Regions from separate parts of the Mus musculus genome. Here all the other regions are linked to region 1. The links are chromatin contacts, called in public promoter capture Hi-C maps. All regions are on one chromosome and are shown on one strand. The core of a region is the stretch at or near the end of the contact, and the rest is flanking DNA. Distances in the headings are between cores, read along the strand shown.

What was found. Promoter capture Hi-C pulls out the DNA fragments that hold promoters and counts their contacts. Capture Hi-C pulls out chosen DNA fragments and counts their contacts.
Region 2: a contact with region 1 is called in a promoter capture Hi-C map of hippocampal neurons, with 2.8 times the contacts expected there. The contact joins the enhancer-like site here to the promoter of Mindy2 in region 1. A contact is called at or near these places in 13 of 39 promoter capture datasets (the 3T3-L1 cell line, the C10 cell line, HPC-7-derived erythroid cells and 7 more), 1 of 484 Hi-C or Micro-C datasets (bone marrow-derived macrophages), 4 of 115 datasets of contacts at active chromatin or transcription factors (bone marrow-derived macrophages, embryonic stem cells, extraembryonic endoderm stem cells and 1 more) and 5 of 9 other capture datasets (adipose tissue, embryonic stem cells, liver and 2 more).
Region 3: a contact with region 1 is called in a promoter capture Hi-C map of hippocampal neurons, with 2.1 times the contacts expected there. The contact joins the enhancer-like site here to the promoter of Mindy2 in region 1. A contact is called at or near these places in 9 of 39 promoter capture datasets (3T3-L1-derived adipocytes, HPC-7-derived erythroid cells, embryonic stem cells and 6 more), 6 of 115 datasets of contacts at active chromatin or transcription factors (bone marrow-derived macrophages, embryonic stem cells, extraembryonic endoderm stem cells and 3 more) and 3 of 9 other capture datasets (adipose tissue, liver and pancreatic islet).
Region 4: a promoter capture Hi-C map of adipose tissue shows a contact between it and region 1. The contact joins the promoter of Rnf111 here to the promoter of Mindy2 in region 1. A contact is called at or near these places in 6 of 39 promoter capture datasets (the 3T3-L1 cell line, the C10 cell line, erythroid cells and 3 more), 8 of 484 Hi-C or Micro-C datasets (CD4 T cells, CD8 T cells, embryonic stem cells and 3 more), 6 of 115 datasets of contacts at active chromatin or transcription factors (the 230-238 cell line, the HPC-7 cell line, effector CD8 T cells and 3 more) and 3 of 9 other capture datasets (adipose tissue, liver and pancreatic islet).

What each region holds. Positions count from the first base shown.
Region 1 is chr9:70,654,456-70,659,551 of GRCm38.p6, reverse strand. Mindy2 (MINDY lysine 48 deubiquitinase 2) reads left to right here and starts at 2,378. Exons shown (of 9, transcript NM_172772.2): 1 at 2,378-3,279. The coding sequence starts at 2,506. Gm31872 (a long non-coding RNA gene) reads right to left here and starts at 1,881. Exons shown (of 3, transcript XR_379591.4): 1 at 1,340-1,881.
Region 2 is chr9:70,875,913-70,881,008 of GRCm38.p6, reverse strand. All of the region lies in intron 1 of Lipc (lipase, hepatic), which reads left to right. Among named protein-coding and RNA genes, the nearest start is that of Gm32017, 36 kb to the left of the region's middle. Within about 2 kb of position 2,623, at least 19 of the 459 cell types and tissues checked have an H3K27ac peak or open chromatin away from gene starts, as enhancers often do. A contact at or near this core is called in hippocampal neurons, where this site is marked.
Region 3 is chr9:70,814,618-70,819,713 of GRCm38.p6, reverse strand. Lipc (lipase, hepatic) reads left to right here. Exons shown (of 9, transcript NM_008280.2): 4 at 748-865; 5 at 2,951-3,184. Among named protein-coding and RNA genes, the nearest start is that of Gm32017, 97 kb to the left of the region's middle. Within about 2 kb of position 2,128, at least 50 of the 459 cell types and tissues checked have an H3K27ac peak or open chromatin away from gene starts, as enhancers often do. A contact at or near this core is called in embryonic stem cells, extraembryonic endoderm stem cells and hippocampal neurons, where this site is marked.
Region 4 is chr9:70,501,551-70,506,646 of GRCm38.p6, reverse strand. It overlaps Rnf111 (ring finger 111), which reads left to right and starts at 2,872. Exons shown (of 15, transcript NM_033604.3): 1 at 2,872-3,188; 2 at 3,645-3,707.

The DNA.
Region 1 (5,096 bases), core at 1,129-3,628:
ACCACCAACCAAAGAAAACACATGGTGGGACTCATGGCTCCAGCTGCATATGTATCAGAGGATGGCCTAGTCAGTCATCAATGGGAGGAGAGGCCCTTGGTCCTGTGAAGGTTCTATGCCCCAGTATAGGGGAATGCCAGGGCCAGGAAGCAGGAGTGGGTGGGTTGGTGAGCAAGGGGAGGAGAGAGGGGATATGGGGTTTTCGGAGGGGAAACCAGGAAAGGAGATAACATTTGAAATGGAAATAAATAAAATATCTAATAAAAAAAGAAAAAGAAAAATCTCAATGGTGATGGCAGGAATTATTGCTTATGGATCAACATGAACTCCAAAATTCAACACTCAGAAAAAACTTTCCATTATCTTTTCTAACTTTTCCAGTTTTCAGGAATTGCCGATCTTGCTTGGCATGGTGGCACATGCCCTTAATTCTAGCACTTGGGAAGCAGAGGCAAGCAATTTTCTGAAAGTTTGAGTCCAGCCTGGCCTACATAACAACTTTCAGGCTAGCTACACTACATAGTGAGACCCAACCTCAATTGAAAGAAAGAAAGAAAGAAAGAAAGAAAGAAAGAAAGAAAGAAAGAAAGAGAGAGAGAGAGAGAGAGAGAGAGAGAGAGAGAGAGAAAGAAAGGGAGGAAGAAAGAAAGAAAGAAAGAAAGAAAGAAAGAAAGAAAGGAAGGAAGGAAGGAAGGAAGGAAGGAAGGAAGAAAGAAAGAAAGAAAGAAAGAAAGAAAGAAAGAAAGAAAGAAAGGAAGATAACTTCCAGTCTTAAAAACACAGCGTTCACATCTATAATCTCAAAATTGGAGTGGGAGAAAAAGTACAAGAGGATTGCTGTGAATTCCAGGTCAGTTAGTCTAAGACACAGGGTGAGACTCTCAAATTGGAAGAGAGGCAGAGCCAGCCAGGGCTACAAATTGAGACTCTGTCTCAAAAAACAAAAGTGAAATAAGATAAGCAAAGTAGTAGAGGGCTCTGTAGAGTGTTTGTCATACATGAATTGAGCCCCAGCCCTAAAAAAAAAAAAAAAAAAAAAAAAAAAAAAAAAAAAAGGAAAGGGGGGGGAAGAAAAGAAAGGAAGGGAGGAGAGAGTTGGAGGTGGGAAGAAAGAGGGAGAAGTCGAAGAGAGTGCCGAGAAAGAGATCATCATTTCTGAGAAGATAATAGTGATATTTTTAGTGTGAAACACAGTATTCAGTAACATGCTTGGTGCTAACACATGAATGAGCAAAATAATGCATTAATTTGTCTACTTTTCTAACCAGTAGCAGGACAGAAGTGTAACAATCCATGATGCACCATATATTTGTATACCTGATACTAAAGGAAGACCCACCTGTCTTGTTCATTTTTATATTCTCAGACAACTTTGAAGAGGGAAGGGTCCAGGAAAAAAAAAAAAAACAAAAAAAACAAAAAACCAAAAAACAAAAAAACCAAAAAAAAAAAAAAAAAAACACCCCACTTTTCCAGAGCAGGTTAGATGATCTATATCCACTCTTGCCAATAAATAAGTAAGTAAATAAATAGAAAAAAAAAGTTGCAGGCAACTCTGTCCATCCTCTATGCAGATGTCAAGCCCTGATGAGAAGTCAATTCTAATTTTAAAAGTCATTTTTTCGGGAAGCAGAAGCTTCCCACTCTGTGCAAAGAGAAGCCAAGTGAACAGAACCGCAAAGACTTGGCTTGCTTCAAACGCAAACTGATTTATTATTATTGGACCAAATTTACCCTCTCGCCTGGGGCGTAGGCCAATATCCACAACCTCATTGAACCTCCGGCAAGGCAAACCAGTAGCTGGTTGGGAGCGCAGCGATTCTCAGCCAAAACCCAGGGAGAGTTGTCCCTGTACTGCGCAGTCTTCCAAAAGCCTCCAACAGAACTCGCCTTTCAAATTTGCATTTCCTAAGAAATGCTTCCAATTCTCAACATTAAAAGCTAAAAAAAAAAAAAAAGAAAAGAAAAAGCCAGCTCTCCCGAGGCCTTCAGGGAATGGCTGTCTTCCAATGCTACTACCACTTTCGGGGTCCACCAGGCTCAAGCCCAAAGTAGACCACACTCCCTACAAGCCTCAGCCACTGCCTTTAAAGTAACCGCGCGCAGCGGGGATGCCCCGGAGTTCAACTTCCGGCAGCACACACAAGATTATTTTCCTAGTGGCGCTGCGGCTCTCCGAGCCGCGCCCCTGACCACGCCCTCAGCCACGCCCCTGGCCTCGCTCTGCCTTCCCTAGCCTGAACGCGCGGGAGGGGCGTGGCCTCGGGGGAGAAGCGCTCCCCGAGTGGGTCCGGGCGCTTCAACGAGCGCAGTCACGCGGAGGCACGCTCCGAGCGGGCGGGCGGGGGCACGCGCGCGCGCTCCCGCCGCCCTCTACGGTGACGTGCCTGGCCGAGGCCGCGCTAGGGCGCTGGAGCTGCTACAGAGCGGCTGTCATGGCGTCGGAGGCGCTTGCTGAGGAGAGCCGGCCGCGGTGTCTATAGGACCAGGGGCGGGCGGCCGGGGATGGAGAACAGCCCTGACAGCCCACAGCCTCTGGAACTAGGGGTGGCGGCCGGGCGAGTGTCGCCGCCGGAAGGGCGACGGCGCGGCGGGCGCGAGGCTGAGGATGGTCCCGCTGGACGCGCGGTGGACAGCGGCGGGCAGGGGGCGGCGGCGGCGGCAGCGCGGAGCAGCCTCGGGGACCCGACGTCCCCCTCGCAGCTCGGATGCGGCGCGGGCTCGGACTTGAAGGACGGCGCGTCGTCGAGCCCTGCCGCCTCGGAGGTGCCTTCAAGAGGGCAGCACAAGGTGACCGCCTCCCCGGAGCTGGCCGAGGCCGCGGCGGGCCGAGGGTCGGGGCCAGTGGGCGACACGGGCACCTGCAGGGTGGAGCAGGCGGCGGAAGAGCCCAGCAGCACCGGCGCCCCGAGCAGCAGCTGCAGCGAGCCGAGCCCCCCTGGGGACTCGCCCAGCTTGGACTCCCTGGAGTCTTTCTCCAACCTGCATTCTTTCCCCAGTAGCTCTGAGTTCAATAGTGAGGAGGGAGCAGAGACCAGGGTCCCCGAGGACGTGGAGGAGGGCGCGGCGGGGCCGCCCAGGGCTGCACCTCTATGCAAAGAGGAGGAGGAGGACCCGGCTCAGGTGCTAGCGGCCTCCAAAGAACGCTTTCCCGGACAGTCGGTGTATCACATCAAATGGATCCAGTGGAAAGAGGAGAACACGCCCATCATCACCCAGAATGAGAATGGACCCTGCCCTTTGCTGGCCATCCTCAATGTTTTGCTTCTCGCCTGGAAGGTACACTCTGCAGCTTTCTACTTCCTACAGCTTGTGGGGTGGGGAGGGGCAAAATGGGGTGAGGAAACTGCTGTTTGTCAGCTGATGGCTTCCTTCCATTCATCAGACTCCTCCTTTTTTTTTTTTTTTTTTTTTGAGACAAGGTTTGTCTGTGTAGCTTAAACTGTCCTCGAACAGTTTAAGATCTTAATGCTACAGCCTCTAGAGTGCTAGGTTTACAGACATGCACCCCTATATCTAACAGTCTCTTATTACATGAAATTAATTCCAGGATTTCTTTATTGAAAGATTATTCATGTGGCAACATGTCAGGAAGAATTGCCCCCAACTTAAGGTCTTTTTTGTATTAAAAATTCAACATTCGGTTAAAGGTTGTAACTGATGGTTTACCTATAAACAAGCAGAATCCAGAGCACCCTGCACTTACATCTTCTGAGTATTTTTAGCTATATTTGCCTATATTATTCCTTACTGACATTATTACATATGCAAAACAGTGAAAATTGGAAACAGTGATTGATCTTCAGTTACTATCAATCTTATATTATGGAGTAAGTTTTAATGATTTTATCTGCGTGTTTTCTGGAAAAGGCTGTTTGTCCCACTGTGGTGTGGATGCATGAAAGAACAGTGATGGGAAAGATACAACTTTTTAGACAAATTCCATTTAAGGAAAAGCATTGGTCTGAGCCTACTTACCATAAATTACTTGTTTCCAAAGACAGTATTTTCATCTTGTGTATGATTTTTTGTTTTTGTTTTTACTTTCCTTGTTTCTTTGACTCTACTTCAAAGGTTTGGCATTTTTACTAGTAACTGTACATTAGAATGTTTGTTAAGGAAGCTAAAACTATTAACAACTAAAATAAGGAATGATAAATCTAAGGTCTTGGAGAACAGGAAGGGAAGGGCAAGTGTATTGAGGCCTCAGAATATAGTGTCATATTTAAGCTTGCAGTATCTGGGTTTTGAGAGGATGCATCTCAGCACCTGTTTTCAAATTGATGATTCCACTTATAGTTAAAATGCTCCCTAGAAGAAGAATAGTTTGAATTATGCTAACCAGTTATGAAGAACTATGATGGATAGTGAGGGAGAGATTCCAACACCAAATCTTGCAGCACTAAGTTGGGTATCCGGGGCTCCTGATGGAATCATCTGGGTTCCAGTCATCTGGATTAGTCTGTTAAGAAGTAAGCATGCATGCTAATGAGTTGGAAGATTATTTTGATTAACCTCTGCTTAAAGCATTCGAGGGCTTTTCTAGCAGAGAGTTCCAAACTTTTCCACATTCTTCCCACAAACCAGTTCAAGATGTCTAAGAGTTACATTGTCAGGTTTATCATTGCAAAGGCTCCATTCCTGAGTACCAGTTTTCTGGCATAGTTACTTTTCTCAGTGCTGTAACAAAATACCTGACAAAAGCAACTTAAGGTAGGGTTTATTTTCGCTCACAGTTTGAGGGTACAGACCATTAGTCGGGGAAGCCATGGAAGCTGGCACTTGAGACCACTGGTCACATTGCATTCATAGTCAGGGAGCAGAGAGACGACTGCTCAGTTTGATTCCTCCTTTTTATTTAGTCCAAGCCTGCAGCCCATGGAATGGTGCCACCCACATTCACAGTAGGCGGAGCAGTCACCATGGCCTGGATTACTTTGAGGATATATGAGCCTTGAATTGACTCTGAAAGGCAGATCCCAATTGTGTGACCACATGTTTGGGTTCTGGCTTTGTGGAAGACATTATACATGCAAAGACAGTAGAGTGCATCAGCCCTTCAGTAGCTCAGTATATGGTAAAGAGGCAGACATAAG
Region 2 (5,096 bases), core at 1,374-3,873, 220 kb before region 1:
AGTGGTGTCAGTGAGGACCTTGCCCTATTAATCCACTTAGTTCTCACACCCATCATCTTAGATGGATACTGTTTTTTCCCTCTGGCATTAGTGGAGAGACTGAGGCACAGATCTGGGAGTAACTTGCTGACAGCTCAGCGGCAAGTCACCGAGGGCTCCAGACATTGAACCCAAGCACTTCAGCTCCAGGCACATGCTCTTGCCATTGGACAACACTATCCCAAATTGCAAGACTTCTAATTCAAGCCTATCTCCTGCCACAGGATAGATAGGTAGTCTGGGGCTTTGGAATATACCAAGGAAGTGGTGTTCACGGGAAAATATGGATGACAAACAGGAGTTAACTCAACTAACCAGGGAGGAAGGAGGTTGCAAGCTGTAGTTCTGGGAGGGGAAGGAGTGAGATGTGTTCTGGGACCTGAGCAAGTCTCCTGTGATAGAAAGGCAAAGAAGGAGGAAAACAGCTCTACCATGAGCAGGGCTACTTTATGGTTGGATTTCCCAACAATGCAAGGAATCTGCTCCACTGGTTGGGCTGGAAAGGGTAATACCAGCTTTTAATTACTTTCAGTCTTCCGGGTTAGTGGTATGGATTCGATTGAGCAGACCAGTGGGGAGCAGAATCCAGAGAGGAGTTGTAGCACCCATGGGTAGAGCCATGGTGGATAAATGTGAACTCAAGAGAAAGCTGGCACAAAGCACCAGCGTGTGATGGTGACCAACCATGCTGAGAGAAGAGAGGGAGACATCAGGGATGGCCCTGAAAAGTCTAGGTACTCAGGGGTAAAGAGAGGGGGATGGTTAGTAAGGTAGAATGAGAAGAAAGGGTCTATCCCATAGGCACATATAGTAGTCATCTCTGCCCTACCTCAGACATTCCTACAGGATCCCATGCCCTCATCCACCATGATACTTCTAACAGCCCTTATTCCTCTTCACAAAAAGGCCTCCTTCAAGCAATAATCTCTGGCCAGCAGTCTCTTTATGCAGACACATGCATGAGCCGGTAGCAAGCCAAGAACTTCTTTTGTCAATTTTCTTATTGGGACCTCACAACATTTCTGAAAAAAAGGAAAAAAAATGCATGTCCTCCCTCATCTTACAGATCTGAGAAGTTCCTGAGATAACCCAGTCATCCAGAAGTGAGTGGGAGGGCCCCAGATGTTTCATTGCTTCTTCTCAGGGGCATCCGAGTAAAAATGAGTGTGTCCCTGAGATCTCTTCTTGAGACATTGACGTCACCTACCACATGTGTTAGGAGCATGCATTTTGTGTGCACAGACATCAGCCAGGGTCCAGATGTGGACAGGTAGGACATCAGCCCATCTGCAGATACCTAATACACCTTAGTTCATCTCTGGGATTTATCTAATGAAACATCTCCCAACATCTGACATGCAGGGTTGCAGTTTCTTCCGAGAAGCTAGAAAATCCATAGCACAAACTACCTGACTCGGGTTCCTTATTGAGTCCATTTTACTTCTTCTCCTACAGCAACCTCACACAAACCCTCTTCTTTCTCCATTCCCCTCCCTGCTGTTTGTACCCAAGATTCTGCCCAGATCTTCCTCCATCTCCCTTAGACTTTTTTAGAAAGATCCCCCATCTCAGGACTTGTCTGACAAGAGCATCCCCCCATTCTCAGGCTGGGTGTAGATGACTCTCCTGCTTTGCTTGCAACTGAAATATCCTCTGCTTTGTGGGACTTTGGCTGCCAAATCAGGGCAGCCCCAGACACAGCAGAATGGTTATTCACCCTAGTTAGGCCCATGAGTTGTTTCCACCTGCTGAAAGTTCAGCAAGGGTCCCAGCTTCCCTGTACATTTCTCTCCTTTTGTTAATATAGATGTGACTCCTCCAGTTGAGGCCCTGTGCCTGGGTACTTTGTCTGGCCCAGGCCAGGTGTGCTGTGGTTGTGTAATATGAGCATAGACTCCAACTGAGTGGTAGGAGATGGCCTCTGGGCCAGGAAGAGGAAGCCAGGCAGATAGAGGGCACCATGCCAAGAAGCCCACATGCAATGCTCATGACCTGAGACCAGAAGAACCATGGCTCATGGCAGCAGCTGTTTGCTTTCTTGTTGGTTTGATCTGCCCACAGTAGCTTGGAGGAGGATGTAATGATCCCTCCACAGATACATTTTGCTTCAGAGAATTCAAGTATAGGTGATTGACAAGCAAGTCCAGATGTGAGATAGATTACTATTCAAGTGACAGGAGGAGGGGGTGAGCTGAGTGTGTCTGGTGTAGGAAGACACTTACTTTCTATACAACACAATCCTTGAAGCTAGAGAGAAAGCTTTAGCTGGTGCTCAACTGAAACAGACACTAGCTTGATGTGCGTTGGATGTTCAAAGTAACTCTGATGGCAGAACTCAAGTTTCAATCTTCGTGAATGGCACACATGGTCCTAGACACTGAGTTCAAGTCCTAGATATGCAGCTTGGAAACTAACAAGCTAATCTTGCAAATGTTTGGTCCTCATATGTGATCCAGGATAATCTCTGTCCCTGAAGACACAATGTGAGGGTTAAATGAAGAAATGGTGTGCCTGGGTGGCGTGCTGGTACACAGTAAGTGCTCAGTAGAGCAATCTGGTATTTTAGTGCTGGCAATGGTGTTACTTTGGCACTGGAAGCTGTGTAGCCCATCTGGGCATTCCACCAGCTTTCTGGAGCTAAAGACGGTCCCTTATTAAGTAGCTTCCAGAAGGCTCGTTGTTGAAAGCTGACTGTCTCTTTGGTTCTTGCTTATCAGACGTATTATTTTCTATCTGATGGTCTTGCTCTGGAAGGTTCTGGCCCAAACAAGCTGTCTAATTATAACATTTGGAGAGCTCATGCCATCCGTCAGAAGCAGCTTTCTCAAGAGCTGGGACTGAAATAAATAGGCAATTAGCAGGTTTTGCTGGATCTTCCCCCCACCCCTCCTTTAGTACCTCTAACACATTAAGCTTATCACAACTATTTTAAGGGCATTCAGCTGAGGTACAAATGGGGTTAGTAGCAATCCCGTGTCTACCATGAATTCCTGCTACCAGCAGCTACGTGGCCTAGGGCTGGTCTCTGCTCAACTCTGGCCTCAGTTTCCTTGAAGATATAAGGTGAGGAACTTAGGCCAGTCAATCTCTAATGATCTTTCCTACGCAGAAATAGAATGGTTCTTAGAGGTCAGGAATCACACTGGGGCTGGTGCGGAATTACATAAATGTGTGCACCTCAGTTACATGTCTTGCTCTCCTCTCTGTTGGTGTGATTAAAAAAAAAAACATTCTGACCAAAAGGAAAAAGTTTACTTGGCTTGCATTTCTAGACCATAACCCATTATTGATAGAAGTCATCACAAGAACTCAAGGCAGAACCTGAGAGGCAGGAACCATGGAGAAATGCTACTTACAGGCTCACTCTTGGAGTAATGCTTAGCTTTCTTGTGCAGTCCAGCTCTTATGCCAAGGAATGGTGTTGTCAGAGGGTTGGACCTTTAAGACAACTGTGATAACCCCTCACAGAAATATTCACAGACTGACCAGATAAAGACACTCAGTTGAGACTCTTGCTTTCTTTAGGTGACACTAGGCTATGTCTGGTTGACAGTCAATGCTAGCCAGGACACTGTCATTCAGCCACCAGCTATCTATTAATGTCCTTGCAAGTGCTAGGTGCCAGGCTGGGTATTTAGAATAGTCCCTCATGTCCACCCTGGCTCAGCAAACTTGTAGGAATGTCCTCATTTTTAGTGTTATTTTGTTATATAGCACTTAGTCCTGAGCTTGGGTCTTGCCTATCTTTGCCTGGGCTTGTGGGGACTGTCACCTCCACTACATGCCCCATCCCCTGAAATGTCAGAGGAACAAAGCCACAGCTTGCGACCTCTAGCACAGAAGGACTGGCCTTGGGAGAAGAAGATGTGTAGGAGTGAAGGCATTCTAGACCACTTCTTGGATTCCAGTACCCAGGGTTATAGAAAATGGAGAGTAAGTTGCTGCTTTTTTATAGCCCTCTTGTCTGCATGGAGGGAATGTGTCCAGGAGCAAGTACCCCAAGTCTTCTAACAACCTAGGGACACGCTCCCTCTTACATCTCAGTGAGAAAGGGGTGAGATTTAGGAGTCCAGGTTCTACCGTTTGAGAAGGAAACTTAGTCTTAATCTTTCATTTCTGATACTCTGGTCTTTCTGGATACTTGACAAAACTCTTGAGGGGCTAAAGGCCTAGTAAGCAATAGAGATAATAGCTATGTTTCTCTTTTGGCCTTCAATCACATGGCCATACAGAACTGACTATTCAAATAACCTGAAAAGACATTCACCTACATAACAGAATTTGAGCTCCAAAAAGTTTCACTTCTCAAAACTATTATCCCTGTGGTCCAAAACTCAACTGTTTGTAATTATTGGGAAGGGAGGCCTTGCAGTCTTGTCATGGTCAGAAGATGCCTCCTGAGGAGTTTTACCAGCTATGACCCACTAGTATTATGAAGAAAAATTATGTTCACTTGGCCCTTGGCTTGTCTCAGACTCTATAATATTAAATTCATTTTTCATTCTAAACCAGTCTATGAGATAGGGTTTATGATCCAATGTATTAAAACCAGAAGACTAAGGTTCCCGGCGTTTTGGGAACTTGCTAAAGGGCCACAGAGTCAGGACTTAAATAACACAAGTGGGGTGGAGACAGTGGGAGCTCGAGGGAACAGGCCAGGAAGGAAGTGTCTACAGGAGAGCTGTGAATATGCCAGGCTGGCTATCAGCTTCTAGCACTAGAACTTCCATCAATAAAGGAAGAAAGAGAATTGATCATGTTCCTTTTGCAATGCAGTGGGCTCCACTCCAGCCCCAAACCTGCAAGTATTGTGTATAGGCTCTCCATTGCCACAAACACACATGACCCTGGCTCCTCTGAGAACCAGCTCCAGCCATGGGATAAACTCCCCTGTGGTTGTCTCAACCCAGGAAACATGCAAGATGTCCTCTCTCCAAACCCTGCCCCTTACACTCACATCACTTGTATTTATAGAAATTGTTCTGCCCTGAGAGTTTCACAACCTCTAATCTGCAGCTCTCCGGGAGAATATAAATTAAAACCCCAAAATGGAATAT
Region 3 (5,096 bases), core at 879-3,378, 160 kb before region 1:
AATGAGAGCCGAGTGAACTGACTAAGCAAGCTTAGGCCCCTGCTGTAAAACCTGAAGACCTAAATTCAATCCCCAAAACCCCCATGGTAGAAAGAGAGAACTAACTCCCTTAAGTTGCCCTCTGACATCACACATATGTGTGTGCGCACACACAAACATATCATAATATTTTTTAAACATTGGGAAAAGAAAAATTGAGATTTTCCTTGAGATATTTAAACTTTAAATGCATTTATCCAGCATGAGCCTTGCAAATGACAATGTCCTCTCACAGTGTCATACAGAACAAATGTATATACGTTCTTGAAGCCTGTGGGCCCCAGTTTGGATGCCCCAGTGTAGCCTGGGACAACTATACTTCACTCAGTAGAGCTTGGAGAATTCAAGATTTTAGATACATCTCTCCTAAGGAATCCAAACGCACTTGGAAGCCATCAATCCCACACAAGTGTGGCATCCCACCTGTAATGACAGCCTTGAAAGACAAAGACATTCTGCAGGGCATCAATGACCAGGCAAAACCAGGCAGGCAGGAGGCAGTAATCACCAGGACATCTCCAAGAACAGCCACCCCCACCCCACCCCATCACCCAAGATGACAGCCAGTGAGGTGACAAGCCAGTTTCCCATAATCGAACACCTGATCTGTGGGCAGTGCCAAGCATGGATGGGTGCCCCGTGGAAGCAGGCCCTATGGAAGGCTCTCGTCCTCATCCCTCCACTCCACCCGCTTGCCTCGTCTTGCAGGAATCTGCGAAGTTTTCTCGGAGCAAAGTTCACCTAATTGGGTACAGCCTGGGAGCGCACGTCTCAGGGTTCGCAGGCAGCTCCATGGACGGGAAGAACAAGATTGGAAGAATCACAGGTATGACTGATGGATAACCCTACACAAGCTCCAGGGCTGCGGGAAGCAGGGAGCACGCACCTGCTCACTATGCTTGTGGTCCTGATCGCTGAGGGGTAACACTGAGCACTCCCTAACACGCCTTCTGTCAGCAATTGCTGCTATCCCATGAGAGCGCAGAACAAAGGACAGCTCTGCGCTCTGACCCTTCTCCTAGCTGTTCCACATGGTTCCAAGAGAAGATTCTAATTACACTTTTTAATAAGAAACTTTTTTCTGTTTTTGTTGTTTTTATTTATGTTCTTGTTTTTGAGACTTCATCTCCTGTAGCCCAGGCTAGCCTTCAGTTCTATCTCTAGCTTGACACTCCTAACTCCAGTGTGCATAAATGCCTCACCAAGAAGGCATTGCTAGAGAGGTCAGAATCCCACAAAGTGGGGATATTGCTTGCTGAGCAAACTTGGGGACCAGAATTTGTTAGGATCCCCAGATGCTAACAATGTGCATCAAGGTCAAGGGGTACGGTATCCCACCTGTAATTCCTGTAAGCTCTGGGCTTTTTGGGAGACCCTCACTGAATACAGTCAAAGAACAATCAAGGATGATTCCAGACATCAATCTCCAGGTGTCATGTGCACACACACACACACACACACACACACACACACACGTAAACAAGCACACACACAGCAGTACCTACACACATGTAATCATGCTCACCACACACACACACACACAAAGCACACACAAGGGTGCCCATACACATGTAAACATGCACACACACACAGCAGTACCTGCACACATATAATCATGCTCACCACACACACACACACTTACACAAGGGTGCCTACACACATGTAAACATTCACAGACACATACATTTCACCTTTCATGATTACAAACATGTAATGATGCTCACCACACACACACACACACACATACACAAAGCACACACAAGGGTGCCCATACACATGTAAACATGCACACACACAGCAGTACCCACACACATGTAATCATGCTCACCACACACACACAAGGGTGCCCACACACATGTAAACATGCACATACACACACAGTAGTACCTACACACATATAATCATGCTCACTACACACACAGACACACACAGCAGTACCTACACACATATAATCATGCTCACTACACACACACACACACACACACAATGGAAAAACAAAACAAAGGATCTCACAAAGTGAGCCATTATCAGGCCTCGCCCTGGCCCTCCCCATTCCAGCTGGCATTGTTACATCCCAGCAGAGTAATCAGGCCACCCACACAGGAGACAGCAGGAGGCTCCTTACTCTGGAGTCATCTTGCTGCTGTTAGCCTAAAGAATAGTGGATCTCACCACTGGCTGCAGGTGGGCTGGACAGCAGGTGACCTCACTGCTGCTCACTGACAGTTCCTTCCTTGCCTACAGCAAAGATGGTAGCCCTGGACTGAGGCCTGCCACCAAAGGTCCCTTCAGACAAGTCATGAGGAGAGCCCAGGGTGCATACATAAAACCCTCCCCCAAGCAGTCAGCCAGAATCCGGCTTGTTCCTGGGAGCATGTCTGTCACTTGGAGGCTGAGCTTGCAAAGGCCCTACACGGCCACATTTCCACCCCTTCCTAAGGTTTTGTTCTGGACGTTCTATAGGATGACATGAGCGTAGGAAGCCAGCTTGTTCGAGACTACTGACAACACACAGGCAAACAAATTCTTACTTCACCCAAGTCAGAACTGCACAGAACGAGCGCCGTGGGCTGCTGCTTTTTATGCAAACAGATGCTGTGGAAACTACCAGGGGAGGCACTTAAAATTGATTTGCTTAAATAAATCAAGCATTCACTCATAACCTCACTGTTCGTTCTGATCCTCTCTGCAAAGCTCTTTCCCCTTAGAACAATGCCTGACCTGGGTAACTTTCAGAGCCATGAATTACCATGGCTTTACACCAAAGGGCGGTTGCAGGAAGAAGTTCTAGAGAAGCTCCAAGCACCTTCTTCCTTCTAGCTCAGAAAGGTGAAAGGATCAAAGAGCTCAGAGGAGAGCCTTCTGCCCTCCCCCCACCACTAACTTAACCCGGCTTGCATTTCCCTCTCAGGGCTGGACCCTGCGGGCCCTATGTTTGAGGGAACGTCCCCCAACGAGCGCCTTTCTCCTGATGATGCCAATTTTGTGGACGCCATTCATACCTTTACCAGGGAGCACATGGGCTTGAGTGTGGGCATCAAGCAGCCCATTGCCCACTATGACTTCTACCCCAATGGGGGCTCCTTCCAGCCTGGCTGCCACTTCCTGGAACTCTACAAACACATTGCAGAGCATGGCTTAAACGGTAAGAAGGGAAAATCACAGCCCGGAGCCTCAGCCTATTCCTCACACTCTCCTGGGGCCTCCAGGAGATCCTCATACAGCTCATATGCGTGCTCACACAGCAAGGCTAGAGGCCCAGATGCGGGCTGTCAAAGGCCTTTTGGAGAGCTGATGGTTCCCAGACAGCTGCTCCCCCATGGCAGTTCAGAGGGTCTCAGAGGGCGGGGGGGGGGTGGGGGGAGCACCGAGTGACCCAGGAAGCTCTTCCAGGGGCACTAGCCCTTGTGAGAGCTGTCCTAGCTCTATCTGTTGTTCTCTCCTTTCTAGAACTTTCCACCTTTAGGGGCTTTCACTCTTCAGAGCCACAGGAGGGTATATGTAATATACCTTAGCATTTCATGTGTGCGTGCTTGCACATGCGTGTGTGTGTGTGTGTGTGTGTGTGTGTGTGTGTGTGTGTGTATCTGTGTCTATGTGTGTGTCTGTGTGTCTATGTGAGTACATGTATGTTTAGATGGCATATGTGTGGAGATAAATACTGAAACCAAGAGACAGCCTCCATCTTGTTTTTGTTTTGGGTTTGTTTGGGTTTTTGTTTTGTTTTGTTTTGTTTTCTTTTGAAACATGGTGTCTCAATGAATTAGTTCTCACTACTCTGGCGATGTCAGTGTCTGGCCCAAGAATCTACCTGCTTCTGCCTCCCCAGTATGTGGATACAAGCATACTACTATACTTGGCTCTTGTACACGAGTTCTGGGATTTGAACTCAAGTCCTTGTGCTTGTGTGCCAATCCCTTTACTGACTGACCTGTGTCCCCAGCCTAAGCTTTGGTGTCTGCACCAAGATTCTCACTCTTCCCTCTGGCCAGAAGGCTGGTCAGCTGATCCCACATGGCATGACTGAGACTGTCCCATGCAACTTTCAGCTGCAGATCCATCGACATGCACATTGACAATGTATATCAATGTTATAAGTAGTGTTAAAAGGGGATTAAAGAACTGGCCAGCCAGCCGGGCATGGTGGCACACGCCTTTAATCCCAGCACTTGGGAGGCAGAGGCAGGCAGATTTCTGAGTTTGAGGTCAGCCTGGTCTACAAAGTGAGTTCCAGAACAGCCAGGGCTACACAGAGAAACCCTGTCTTGAAAAACAAAACAACAACAACAACAACAAAAAACAAAACAAAATAAAAAAAACAGGCCAGCCAACAGTCACCAAACCTTCCAGGCACTTGCAAACTACTTGCATTCCAGATTTGCCATGTTAGATGTCACCTGATGAGAGCAGGTCACTCTATGACACTGGGGGACCTCAACTTCACATTCGAGCTTCCCATTGCCACCATCCAAATGCAGGCTGAGCACACCTTGCGGATTCCATCCCTCTCCTCACCTCCTCAGTATCAGAAAGACCTTCATACACCTCACTGCCTCACCACCTCCAGTTGGCCGGGCTCCCAGCCTTCTGCCAAATCCCAGAGCCTTCTGGGACTTTCCTCTTACCTCCCTTTCCATCCTCCCAGGGGGTCACCACCCCTCCAGTCAGCAGCAGATCTCAGTCAATTCACCCACTCTTTCTCAGAGCTACATCCCCTCCTTGCAAAGCTCAGTCCTAAGATGCTTGGTCGCCACTTGCCTGATAAACACCCGTTAGCCAGTCACTGCGATTTTCTCTTTAAGCTAAACTTAAAGTGGCATAACTACTTGTTTGCACCCTGCTTGCCTAACAGGGGGTAAGGAGGAACTCTGGAGTCCCTCACTCCTTTGTTTAAGATGCTCTCATTCTAGGGCATTCCCCCTCCACACCTGTACAGAAGGCAGCTTGATAGCAGCTCTTCACCATCATCCCCTACCCCCACCCCAGAGCATGCTTCAGAGCCTGTGAATGTCTCTGAGGCTGTTTTCTCCTTTGCTAGAGCAGCGGGGTCCAGGCAC
Region 4 (5,096 bases), core at 1,623-4,122, 150 kb after region 1:
CATGAAAAGATACTGGAGACTCTGGATTTTGAGCAGTTTTATTTGTTAAACCAAGGATTTAGGACCTGAAGGTGATGAAGGGTTATTAAAGGATTTTAAGTTATTCGTTGCTTCCCAGTTTGCTCTGTCCCGACATCTCTTTAGACTTTAACTCATGGTGGTATGGGAGTATAGGGAGGGGGGAACCAGAAAAGTGCTATTGCATGAATCCAGGTGTGAGCTTCCTCCTTCTCTAACTTCCCCCTTACTGCTGCAGATGCAAACCACAGCAGACCTTTCAGTCTTAAGAATTTTCTGATCTGGGCTTCCTGTCTTGGTTTGTCATCACCATCCCTGCAACTATGTCAAAGGCTATTCTGATGTTTTTGTTTTTGTTTGGTTTTTCAAGACAGGGTTTCTCTGTGTAGCCCTGGCTGTCCTGGAACTCACTTTGTAGACCAAGCTGGCCTCAAACTTAGAGATCTGCCTGCCTCTGCCTGGAATTAAAGGCAGGCACCATTACAGCATGGCTCTTCTGATGCTTTTAATTTCAGTGCTTTAGGCATTCTGCACCCAGCCACTTGCAAACTTTCTACCTGGGTAAATGGCACAATCTTGTATTTCAAAGAGAAGTCAAAGGTTTGACCCCCTTAGGCAAGTAAACCTAATTATATTTGTCCAATCATTTCTTTTCAGTACAATGGCCAATTTTATTCATCTGACCAACCATTGTTCTCCAGGGATTATTGGATCTATTATCATTTACCTCTTCATTTTTCTGACCCTTTTCCCTTCAACATATCAAAAGGATTTAAATCCTTACTCTTTTCTTTTTCTCTTTGTTTCTTTGTTTCTTTGTTTCTTTGTTTCTTTCTTTCTTTCTTTCTTCCTTTTTCTTTCTGACTAGGTATCCTGCTAGACTTGTCTCTTTTTCATTCATTACCAATTTAACAAAATAGTATTAGCTCTGGTGTAACTAGTGTGCAATACTTTCTACATTGGGACTTTTCAGCTGAGATATTGACTTCACAGCCCAGATGACTCTTTGTTGTGGGTGGTGTCCTGCCCATGGCTTGGTGCTTAGTACCTCTTACAAGATGTCAGCAACATTTCCCCAGTTGTGACAACCAAAATCATCTTTTGATTATGTCAAACAATACCCGAGTGTCAAAACCAACTTCATAGAGAAACTCTGTTCTCTATGTCAAGATAATCTATGAAGCTGGTCAAGTTTACAGATCTTTCTATTGCTCAACCAACAGCATTTCATGAATCCATGATCATACTCTTTATTGCTAAATTTCCTCCTAATTTTTTACTACCTATATATCTTGACTCAATTTCTCTTCCTTCCTCCTTCCCTCCCTCCCTCTCTAACACATTCAACTCCTCCTAGAATTTCCTTTCACTTCAGCTCTTTAAATAACAAACATTCCACATATCTATTTCCTCTCATTTCTACTCTGGTTGACCTTACCAAAATGCTTGCTTCAACTGTCAGAAATGTAAGTTAATGAATCCGAATCTCCATCATTAGCCCAGTGGTCTACTTAGTTTTAGATTAACACACTCAACAACCAACTAAGTTCAAGCCTTTGGGTAAACATTAGACACTTCAAAAACTCTACCTGATCAGAACAGACAAGTCTTGCCTCTAACCTAAAGTCCCCAACCCAAGAAGCACACATCTTTAGTCCCAGAAGCAGAGGCAGAGGCAGGCAGATTTCTGAATTCGAGGCCAGCCTGGTCTACAGAGTGAGTTCCAGGAAAGCCGGGGCAATACAGAAAAACCCTGTCTCGAAAAAAACCAAACCTAACCAAGCCCGGAAACAAAACAAAACAAAACAAAACAAAACAAAAAAGTCCTGGGCTTTGATAGTCCCGATAGAATTCTACTTGTAGAGGGCAGCAACTAGGGAGGCTGAGGAAATCCAAATCCAATGTTTTCCATTTCTTCTTCTTTTAAAATTTAAAAATACTCCCAGTTCTTGGGAGGCAGAGTCAGGTGGATCTCTGAGTCTCTGGAGTGAGTTCCAAGACAGCCAGGGCTACACAGAGAAACTCTGTCTCGAAAAACCAAAACCAAACCAAACCAAGCCAAAAAATCACCTTCACTAAATATGGAGAACATGAGTGAATATTATCGACGAGCTGATGTAGAAGGAGGTTATTAATGCTTGTTAAATACTTAATTGGTAATATAAGGTACTTTAAGTCGTCATATTTGACCTCACAAGATCATTTTGAAGCATATAAGGCTATCATGTTTTATAGAAGAGGAAACTGAGATTTATAAAGGTGTTAATAAGTCAGCTTGGGCACCCTCACTTTGCTTTCTGACCGGAAATCTGTCTGATTGACTGCAGAGCCCACTCTCTGTCCTTACATCCTTCTAGGGCACACAATAAAAACTGCAATCTTCTGGGTTTTGTGAGGCAATTAAGAAGTCATCTGCGATTGTATAGCTCCCAGGCTACCTAATAATACATTTGAAATGATTTTGAAAATTCACTTCACCAGTGAGATGAGATCTCTGTTTTGGGTATCATCTGCTGAGAAAGACACTAACCCGTGTTTTTTTGTTTTTTTATTTAAAGGCGCGACTAGTGCAATCAGTAAGCTGGAATAATTTTTAGTTTGAGAAAAAGCAACCAGTACGTAGGCGGAATTATGCTGAAGCACTGTTGAGCCCGAAATCACGGAAGAAAGTGAACCCAACCACCTTATTTTTAACTTAGTCCCACTGGGCCAACAGTTCGCCTAAGCCAGTGCAAAGAGGAAGGACTGGGACGCAGGGGGGCGGTCCCTGGCCCGCACATGCGCAGACATACTGCTGTGAGAGGGCGTGAGGGTCCGGAGCGCTCGCTTTCCGAACTGTCGTAAAAGGGCCCCGGTGTCGCGCTCGCGCAGTCGGGGAGGGCCGGCCCAGGCTGCGGCGGCGGCGACGGCGATGGTGGCGGGGCGCTGGTGCTGCGCGGCGTAAGGCACGCCGGCCGTTCAGGGTCGCGAGCGCGCGTGGGCCGCGATCGGGTGCTCGGAGCCGGGTCCAGCCGAGCCAGGCTCAGCCTCACGCTCCGCGGCGGCGGTGTTGACAGACGCCCTCCTGAGGAGAGCCGCCCGGCCCGCCTCAGCCTCACCCGGCCGAGCGCTGTTCCCCAGCCCCGCGCCAGCGAGTCCGGGACCTGGCCGCACGGGGCCTGCGGACTCGGGTGAGGGCGCCGGCGGAAGGGGGGGGGGTGCGGGGGAGGGGAGCGGCGCGGTGGCGCTTGCGCGCGGCGGGGGAGGGGCCGAGCAGGAGGGAGAAAGAGGAAGGGCCGCGGCGGCCGGCCCGGGTCGGCGACAGGGGAATGACCGCGGGTCCCGGACGGCGCGGAGTGGCTCATTGTGTCCGGGCAAGAGTCCGCCCGCGGACACACCCACGGCCTCTTGGGAGGGGGTGGGTGAGGGGATTGCGCCCCGGGGCCGCCGCTCGCCAGCGGGACTGGGGCTCAGGGCCGAGGAGTGGGGGTGACAATGGAGTGAGGAAGGTAACCCCGGCTGGAGCCGGGAGCCGCCCGGTGCGGGCGGGCACGCGCAGTCCGCGGAGCAGAAGACAGGCGCGTCTGATATTGTGTGGAGTTGGCTGGTTAGTCATTAAAAAAAGATGTTTTCTTTATCCTGCCTAGATAATTGATCGGAGTCAGCAGTGGTGCGGTGGAAATATCGGTTTTTGTTCTGGAGAAATAGAGGTTTGTCACCACACTTCTTAGATTATAGAGCTTTATAGATAATTTTAAAAAAAAAGTGTGACTTTTTAGCGTCCAAAAAAAACAACAACCAAAAACCAAAAAACCAGGAAGTTGTAGCTAGCGCCTTCACTTAATTTGCTCATGTCTGGGGTGACTCCATTGTATTGTTGAGAGCTTTCCTGTTCCTTGATTTATGTACAGAATGAGTTTAGAACTCCTGAGTAGCAGTGAGTGAGCCAGCTGACAGAGACCTCATTGTCAGAGTTCTGACAGCTCTTGAACCTGACTTGATCCAAACTTAGTTCCATTTGGCACTTTTATCTTTAATTTTCTTGTTTTGGGGACCTCTTTAACCAAAGAGAGCAAAATCAAAAAAAAGATGAACAGAGGTTCCTCATATCTTTACCATTTGTCTTTGCAATAGCTCTCACGTGACTTAATACAGATGTCCTTTCAAGAATTCTGATTTTACTTAGCTTTTGAGTCTACGTTAAAGAACCCAAACAAACCCCAAAACCTTCATGTGCGTATATACCAGTGTGTGGGGTCTGTACATGTGAGTGCAGGTGCCTCTGAGGCCGGAAGAGGACCTAGTACTCTGGAGTGGTAGTTAAAGGAGGTTTTGCACTGCCCTGTATAGGTGCTGAGTCCCGATTGGGTCCTCAGCCAGCATAGTAAGCACTCTTGACAACAAACCATTTTTCCAGGTCTGGATTTATATTTTGATAGTTTGTAACTAAGTGATTTTTTGTTTTGTTTTTATTTTAGTAAAAAGGTTTAGTAGAAACTGGTCATTGTAATATTGTGTTACATTGTGACATAGGTTTTAAGGAAGCTCTTCTATTTTGAAGAGAAACAATTTAGCTTTAAATTACTTTTGTAGCAGGAGTGCTGAGTGTGTGATGGCTCGAGTTGCCTTTAATCCTAACATTTGGGAGGCAGAGCCTAGCTTGGTGTATATAGTGAGTTCTACAACAGCCCATACTATGTAGAGAGATCCTATTTTAAATACCCACCCCCAAAATATATATTACTTTTGCTACTTTCTTAGGGTGTAACCATGGACAAATTATTTCATTGTATCCTGCTTGCTTGTTACCTCAGAGTCTCAGTAGTATCTGAAAAAATTACTGAGGGCATTTGTGAGTTGGGTGAATGATAGTGGGGAAAATTAGCAAGAATAATTTTTGTTTGTTTGTTTGTTTGTTTTCGAGACAGGGTTTCTCTGTATAGCCCTGGTTGTCCTAGAACTCACTCTGTAGACCAGGCTGGCCTCGAACTCAGAAATTCGCCTGTCTCTAGTAGTTTTTTTCTTAATAATCAGGGTTGGGTGTCATGTATGTGTGTTTTCTTTTGTCATCTTTCCCCTTTGTTCTCTGTATATTGGTC